Regions from separate parts of the Mus musculus genome. Here region 2 is linked to region 1. The links are chromatin contacts, called in public HiChIP or PLAC-seq maps. All regions are on one chromosome and are shown on one strand. Each heading gives the region's core, a stretch centred on a gene start, on an enhancer-like site or on the middle of the called end of the contact. The rest is flanking DNA. Distances are from core to core; before and after follow the strand shown. Region 1 has its middle 20 kb from the start of Tspan2. Region 2 has its middle 23 kb from the start of Trim33.

What was found. HiChIP or PLAC-seq counts read pairs in DNA pulled down with a chosen protein or histone mark.
Region 2: a contact with region 1 is called in an HNF4G HiChIP or PLAC-seq map of pancreatic cancer cells. The contact joins two enhancer-like sites. A contact is called at or near these places in 3 of 115 datasets of contacts at active chromatin or transcription factors (bone marrow-derived macrophages, embryonic stem cells and pancreatic cancer cells).

The regions. Positions count from the first base shown.
Region 1 is chr3:102,713,766-102,716,537 of GRCm38.p6, reverse strand. No RefSeq gene overlaps it. Among named protein-coding and RNA genes, the nearest start is that of Tspan2, 20 kb to the left of the region's middle. Within about 2 kb of position 1,372, at least 195 of the 459 cell types and tissues checked have an H3K27ac peak or open chromatin away from gene starts, as enhancers often do. A contact at or near this core is called in pancreatic cancer cells, where this site is marked.
Region 2 is chr3:103,254,550-103,257,523 of GRCm38.p6, reverse strand. No RefSeq gene overlaps it. Among named protein-coding and RNA genes, the nearest start is that of Trim33, 23 kb to the left of the region's middle. Within about 2 kb of position 1,298, at least 64 of the 459 cell types and tissues checked have an H3K27ac peak or open chromatin away from gene starts, as enhancers often do. A contact at or near this core is called in pancreatic cancer cells, where this site is marked.

The sequences.
Region 1 (2,772 bases), core at 123-2,622:
AACTTGATTAGGGTCTCCTCTTAAGTCCCATCTCATGATAGTATTATTATTATATCCTTGAAGGTAGTAATTAGAGTTATGAAGAGTCGTTTTTTCCTGGTTCTTTTCCTGAGTGGCTGGACTTTAGCTAATTCATTTAATCTCCTTGAATCTTAGTATTTTCATCCTTTAAATGATAGTGAAGTGTGTCTTGCTGAATATTACCTGTTTCTGGTAAATGTGCAAAGAAATGACTGTCAAAGCAAGCAGAAAACTGCTAAATGAGCATAAAATCCAAAAAAATTTATCATTTTATGACTTTTGAAATTCATTATAATGCCTGACACTTTGCAGGCACCAGCCAACTGGTGCGCCTCCATCTATTATTTAATGTGGTGAGGGGATATGCTATCACTTGTCACCACTAAGGACCCACTAAATCTCATCTCATTCCATCCCCCCACTTCTCGTTTGATGAAGAGGAACCTGAGGCTAGGAAAGGTTAAGCAACACATTCAAGGTCACACAGCTAAGAGCCTGTGCTCTCACGGGGTTCCCACATTTGCCTTCCTCTGGTCCCAGAACAGGGACAGCTTCTGGTCATGCTAAGAGGTAAAGGATTCAGCCAGCTCTATGAAGGTATTAAAGGCAGAGCTGGGACCAGCGCGAGGCCTGTCGGCTGTCGGTCCAGTGCTCAGCTCCGGCTCCCTTTCTGGCAGAGGTGGACACCTGAGATAGAAGGAGGCTCTCGTAGCTTCTTCTGTTCTCACCTCTTGGAGGCGTGCCTCTCACGGTCCAGGTTTCTTTTTTGTCATCGAATATATTTATATTTATATTCCTTTCACAAAGGAGAAAATGGGAGCATAGAGAGATCGCCTGAGCTTTTCTCTTCCAGGTAGAACACTTCCACATACTGCAGTAAGAGGAGAAAGCCGGATGGTTGGAATTTGAATATGAGGAGACACGTTAGTGACAAGCAGTAAGGCTGAACTGGAAGAAGCCAGCCAATCCCCTTCCACTTCCTTCCTGAGGTCTTTGCCTCTTCTGAGCTTGGCTTAGCCCTGACCGGAGTGAGCTCAGACACGACAGAAAGAAAGAGGAAATAGATTGTGTTTGTCTGTGGTGCTAGAGTAAGATACGGAGCAACAGTCACCCTAAAGGCCAGCCTGGACTTCCCCAGCTGACATTTGCTTTACTCGGGGGATCGATAATCTTGGCCGCAACACCTACAAAACCTGGGCCTGAGCTGCCTCCATTTCCAGCCTGCTTGGGTTTCAGTTCTTTCCAAGGTATCATTTCCTGGTTGTTTCTTTGGCAGTTTCTTCTGCACCGGCAAGGTTTAGTGTGCCCGGGCGTTTACCAGGTGTTGGCTCCCCCCTGCTGTCAGAAAGAAGCATTGCAAGGACTTGACAAGTTGCGTGTATCTCATGAACTCAAGAACTCATTGTCTGGGAGTGCTTGTCTCACGTCTCCTCAACAAGACATTGACTGTCCACGCGAGTGGGTCCAAGATCGGTAGCCATCAGTGCTCAGTTCACACTGCTGTTTATGCATTAAGGGAGTCGGTTTATGGAGCAATCAACGTGGTTTAGCACGCAATGCTTTCTAATTTCTGAGAACTTGGGCCTTTTGTTAAGGCCACTCCCAGCCTTCCTGGCCTCCTCTGAGCAGGCAGCATGGATACTTCTGATCGCGGTGGGAGCTGAATCCACCTTAGGTGCCTTGACACTCTCAGGCTTTTTACAGCAGGTCACCAGAGACTGGAGTCCCTTCAGGGCTGAGGAAGTGGAAGGGTTTCATCAGTCTACTGAGAGCTACCGGCCACTTGAGGTCCTCAGGGTTGGAGAGGCTAAGTTTCCTTCTTATTTACATTGCTGAACTGTCCTAGAGCAGTGGTCCTGGGCTCCTGTTACCAGCTTCAGAGGCTTGTCTCAGCCCTTAGGGCAGGGGCTCTCAGCCTTTGAATAGAGACTCAACCCCTTTCGCAGGGTCGCAGAAGACCATGGGAAGACGTAGAAATTTACATTACAATTCATAAAGATAGCAAAATTAAAGTCATAAAGTAGCAATAAAATAATTTTATGGCTGGGGGTCACCACACCACGAGGAACTGTATTAAAGGGTCACAGCATCAGGAAGGCTGAGAGCCACCGCCTTAGGAGGCGTCTACATCTTCAGCTCATGCTCCGTCTCTTGTCTGGGCTTCTTGTTTTCCTTGCCTTTCAGGTTCCCATGTTCTTAAAGTCCTAGAGGTCATAGGTTCCCCAAAGCTTCTTTCCAAAGAATAAAGGCCACCGCCCACTACTCTATATTGTAAGCACGCACTGTCTCTTGGGTTCCTCCTCATTTGTGTGACTCAAGCCTTTCTTACCCCCATAGGTACTACTCGGGACTCTCTCCCAGGGTGCATTGCTTCTGCTCCAGCTAGAATATAAATAGCTGGCTGCCAGTCCCTGGGCCGTCCCCTCAATACTTCAAACTGTGTGTGCCAGGGAGGGATTCAGCCAGGAGCGCACAGAGATGGCTCAGAGACTCCGGCTTTCCAATGGCCTGTGTCACTCAGCAGGCCCCGAGCATCTGTAGATTCTAAGCAAACATTTTATTTTGTCTTTGTCTGCATTATGACATGGTTTGTGATCCCCCCCCCCCACTTATCACATCTGCAGTGTGTTGGGTGTCTACAGTGTTGGAGATGAGGCTGGGGCTGACGCTGTATTCTGGACGATGTTTCCCACAGGTGATTTGTGCTTTACCCAGCACAAGGGCAGCTTCTGGTCAGGCAGAGAGGTAAAG
Region 2 (2,974 bases), core at 49-2,548, 540 kb before region 1:
TTGTTTTGTTTTGTTTCGAGACAGGGTTTTCTCTGTGTAGCCCTAGCTGTCCTGGAACTCACTCTGTAGACCAGGCTGGCCTCAAACTCAGAAATCTGCCTGCCTCTGCCTCCCAAGTGCTGGGATTAAAGGCGCGTGCCACCACCTCCCGGGCATATGAAATACTTCTGCTGAAAATACATATTTATGGAGAGATGACTCAGTGGTTAAGAGCACTGACTACTCTTCCAGAGGTCCTGAGTTCAATTCCCAGTAAAGGGACCCGATGTCCTCTTCTGGTGTTTCTGAAGACAGCTATAATGTACATATACATACATATACATACATATACATAAATAAATAAATCATATATATATATATATATACACATACACACACACATACATATGTTGGCTGCATGTGTATATGTTTTATATATGACATATATACCCAGGCTGCATATATATTCATCTATATGTATATATGCATATATGTGTGTGTACATATGTGTGTGTGTGTTTGTGTGTGTGTGTGTGTTTGTGTGTGTGTGTATATATATGTGTGTGTATATGTGTATATATATATATATACATATACATATACATATACATATACATATACATATACATATACATATACATATACATATACATATACGTAATTTGTAGGGTGACTTGGAACTCACAATGTCGCTGAGGCAAGCCTTTAATGTTCAGTCTTCTTTACCCTCCTGAGTAGTGGGGATTACAGCAGCAGTTAGTTATCAGCCTGTGGGTAGAGACCCCTTTGGGGTTGCCTATCAGATACCCTGAATATCAGATATGATCATAACAGTGGCAAAATTACAGCTATGAATAACAATAAAATAATTTAAATTTTACAGATGGGAGTCACCACAACACGGGGAACTGTATTAAAGGGTTACAGCCTTAGGAAGGTGGTGAGCCACTGGATGACAGGCTTGTGCCACTGGGGACAGCAATTGGCTTGTTTTCTGTCTATTTCTTCCAAATGCCTTTTATTTCCCCTCCTGATTTGCTTTCATTGTCCTCACGGTGAAGACTTTTCTTAAATGAGCATTTGTCCTGCTGTATCTGAAGAATGAGGTGCTTAGAAGCTGCTCAGAAGCCCAGTGTGGTGTGAGCCTCACTTCCTGGCCGGGCGAGCCTTGCCCAAAGAGAGGCCTGTTCTTTGCTCCACTTCCTGAGTGACTCTAACTCTTGGAATGTTCTGACTGATAAGAGCGTCTGTTTACCTGGGGGCCTCGAGCTGTGCCTGATAGTCTGTGCTAACAATGTGCTTTGTGGTGGACACTTGGAGCCTGCAGTATCAGCTCATGCTCCGCAGGGCCTGGAGCGTCGGCCGCACCATCTGTGTCTCTGTGATCAAGCCCCAGTGAGAGGAAAATTTAAATACCAGGGTTTAGGTGAGTTCCCTGCCTGGAAGCAAACCACCTGCTGTGTTAGGTACCTTAGCAGCTGGACAGAACTGCACAGGAACTCTTCCCTTGTGGGAGGACAAAAAGATGCTCTACCCTTTAAAACAGTCATGGATGGTACTGCTCGAATGCCTCCTTTCTTCTTCTTCTTCTTTTATTTATTACTATTTATACAAGTACACTGCAGCTGTCTTCTGACCCACACAAGAAGAGTGCATCGGATCCCATGACAGATGGTTGTGAGCCACCATGTGGTGTTAGGAATTGAACTCAGGACCTCTGGAAGAGCAGTCAGTGCTCTTAACCGCTGAGCCATCTCTCCAGCCTACATGCCTCCTTTCTTAGTTATTTAATCTGCAGCCTTTGGTTTTTTTTTTTAATAAGTTAGTATATACAACCTGAATATAACTGCTTTCAATGGGTGCTGTGAGTGCCAGCAAGGTGACTATCAGTTGTCAGATTCCATGATTATTAGCACTCTCGTAGATTGCTTGCCCAAGATGACTGCTATTCATATACTTGGGTAGCTTGTAGAGATACCCACTTACCTGGGAACCAGCAACCACACAAAAGAGCTTAGAAGAGCCTTCCCCTTGTTGAATCTTCACATAAGACTACAGTTCTGGAGGGAAATTTGTCCTAAATCTCCTAAGAAACTGTGAGCTACCCATCTTAGCCATGCCCACAATAATGAAGGGTTGTTGTTTCAAGACCCTATTTTCATTTAATTACATTTTTTAATTTTTAGGTTTTGTGCCTGTGCGTGTGAGTGCCATGGTGGATGTACGGAGGTTGTTAGAGGACAACTTTCTAGAATTGGTTCTATCCTTTCACCACGTTAGGTTCCAAGGATCAGGTCGTCAGGCTTGGTGGCAAACACCTTTACCCACTGAGCCAGTGGTTTCTACACTGCTGACAGAAGTTTGTTTATGCACTGACTCTGATATGAGGTGATCTGGTAGATCTACATATCAAGTGTAATGATTTTCATCTGAGGACATTAAAGGGGGCCATTCTTTTTTTTTTTTAAGGATTTATATCAAAGTACACTGTAGCTGACTTCAGACGCATCAGAAGAGGGCGTCAAATTTCATTACGGACGGTTGTGAGCCACCATGTGGTTGCTGGGATTTGAACTCAGGACCTTCAGAAGAGCAGTCAGTGCTCTTAACCGCTGAGCCAACTCTCCAGCCCCAAAAGGGGGCCATTCAAATTATATTTTTCTCTGGGCACAGTGACCTCAGTAATCCTGAGGCTGAGGCAGAAGGGTTGCCATGAGTTCCAGGGCATCCTGTGTTGTATACTATTTCAGTTTTTCAATAGAAGTCTTTTAGGGCATCATTTGAATACCACAGGTTGGCGTTATAAGGCAGGAGCATGCTTCTGAAGCCATTAGCCTGTGGTACTCATTCTTTTTCAGAAATCTAAATACCAATGTTGTACTGTCCTTGTTTTTGTTTTGTTTTGTTGTTTTTTTAATTGGGAGACATTTCTTTTCAGAAGTCCTCTGTCAGGTAAGTGAAAGGGAACAGATGGGACTATGAAATACGATATATT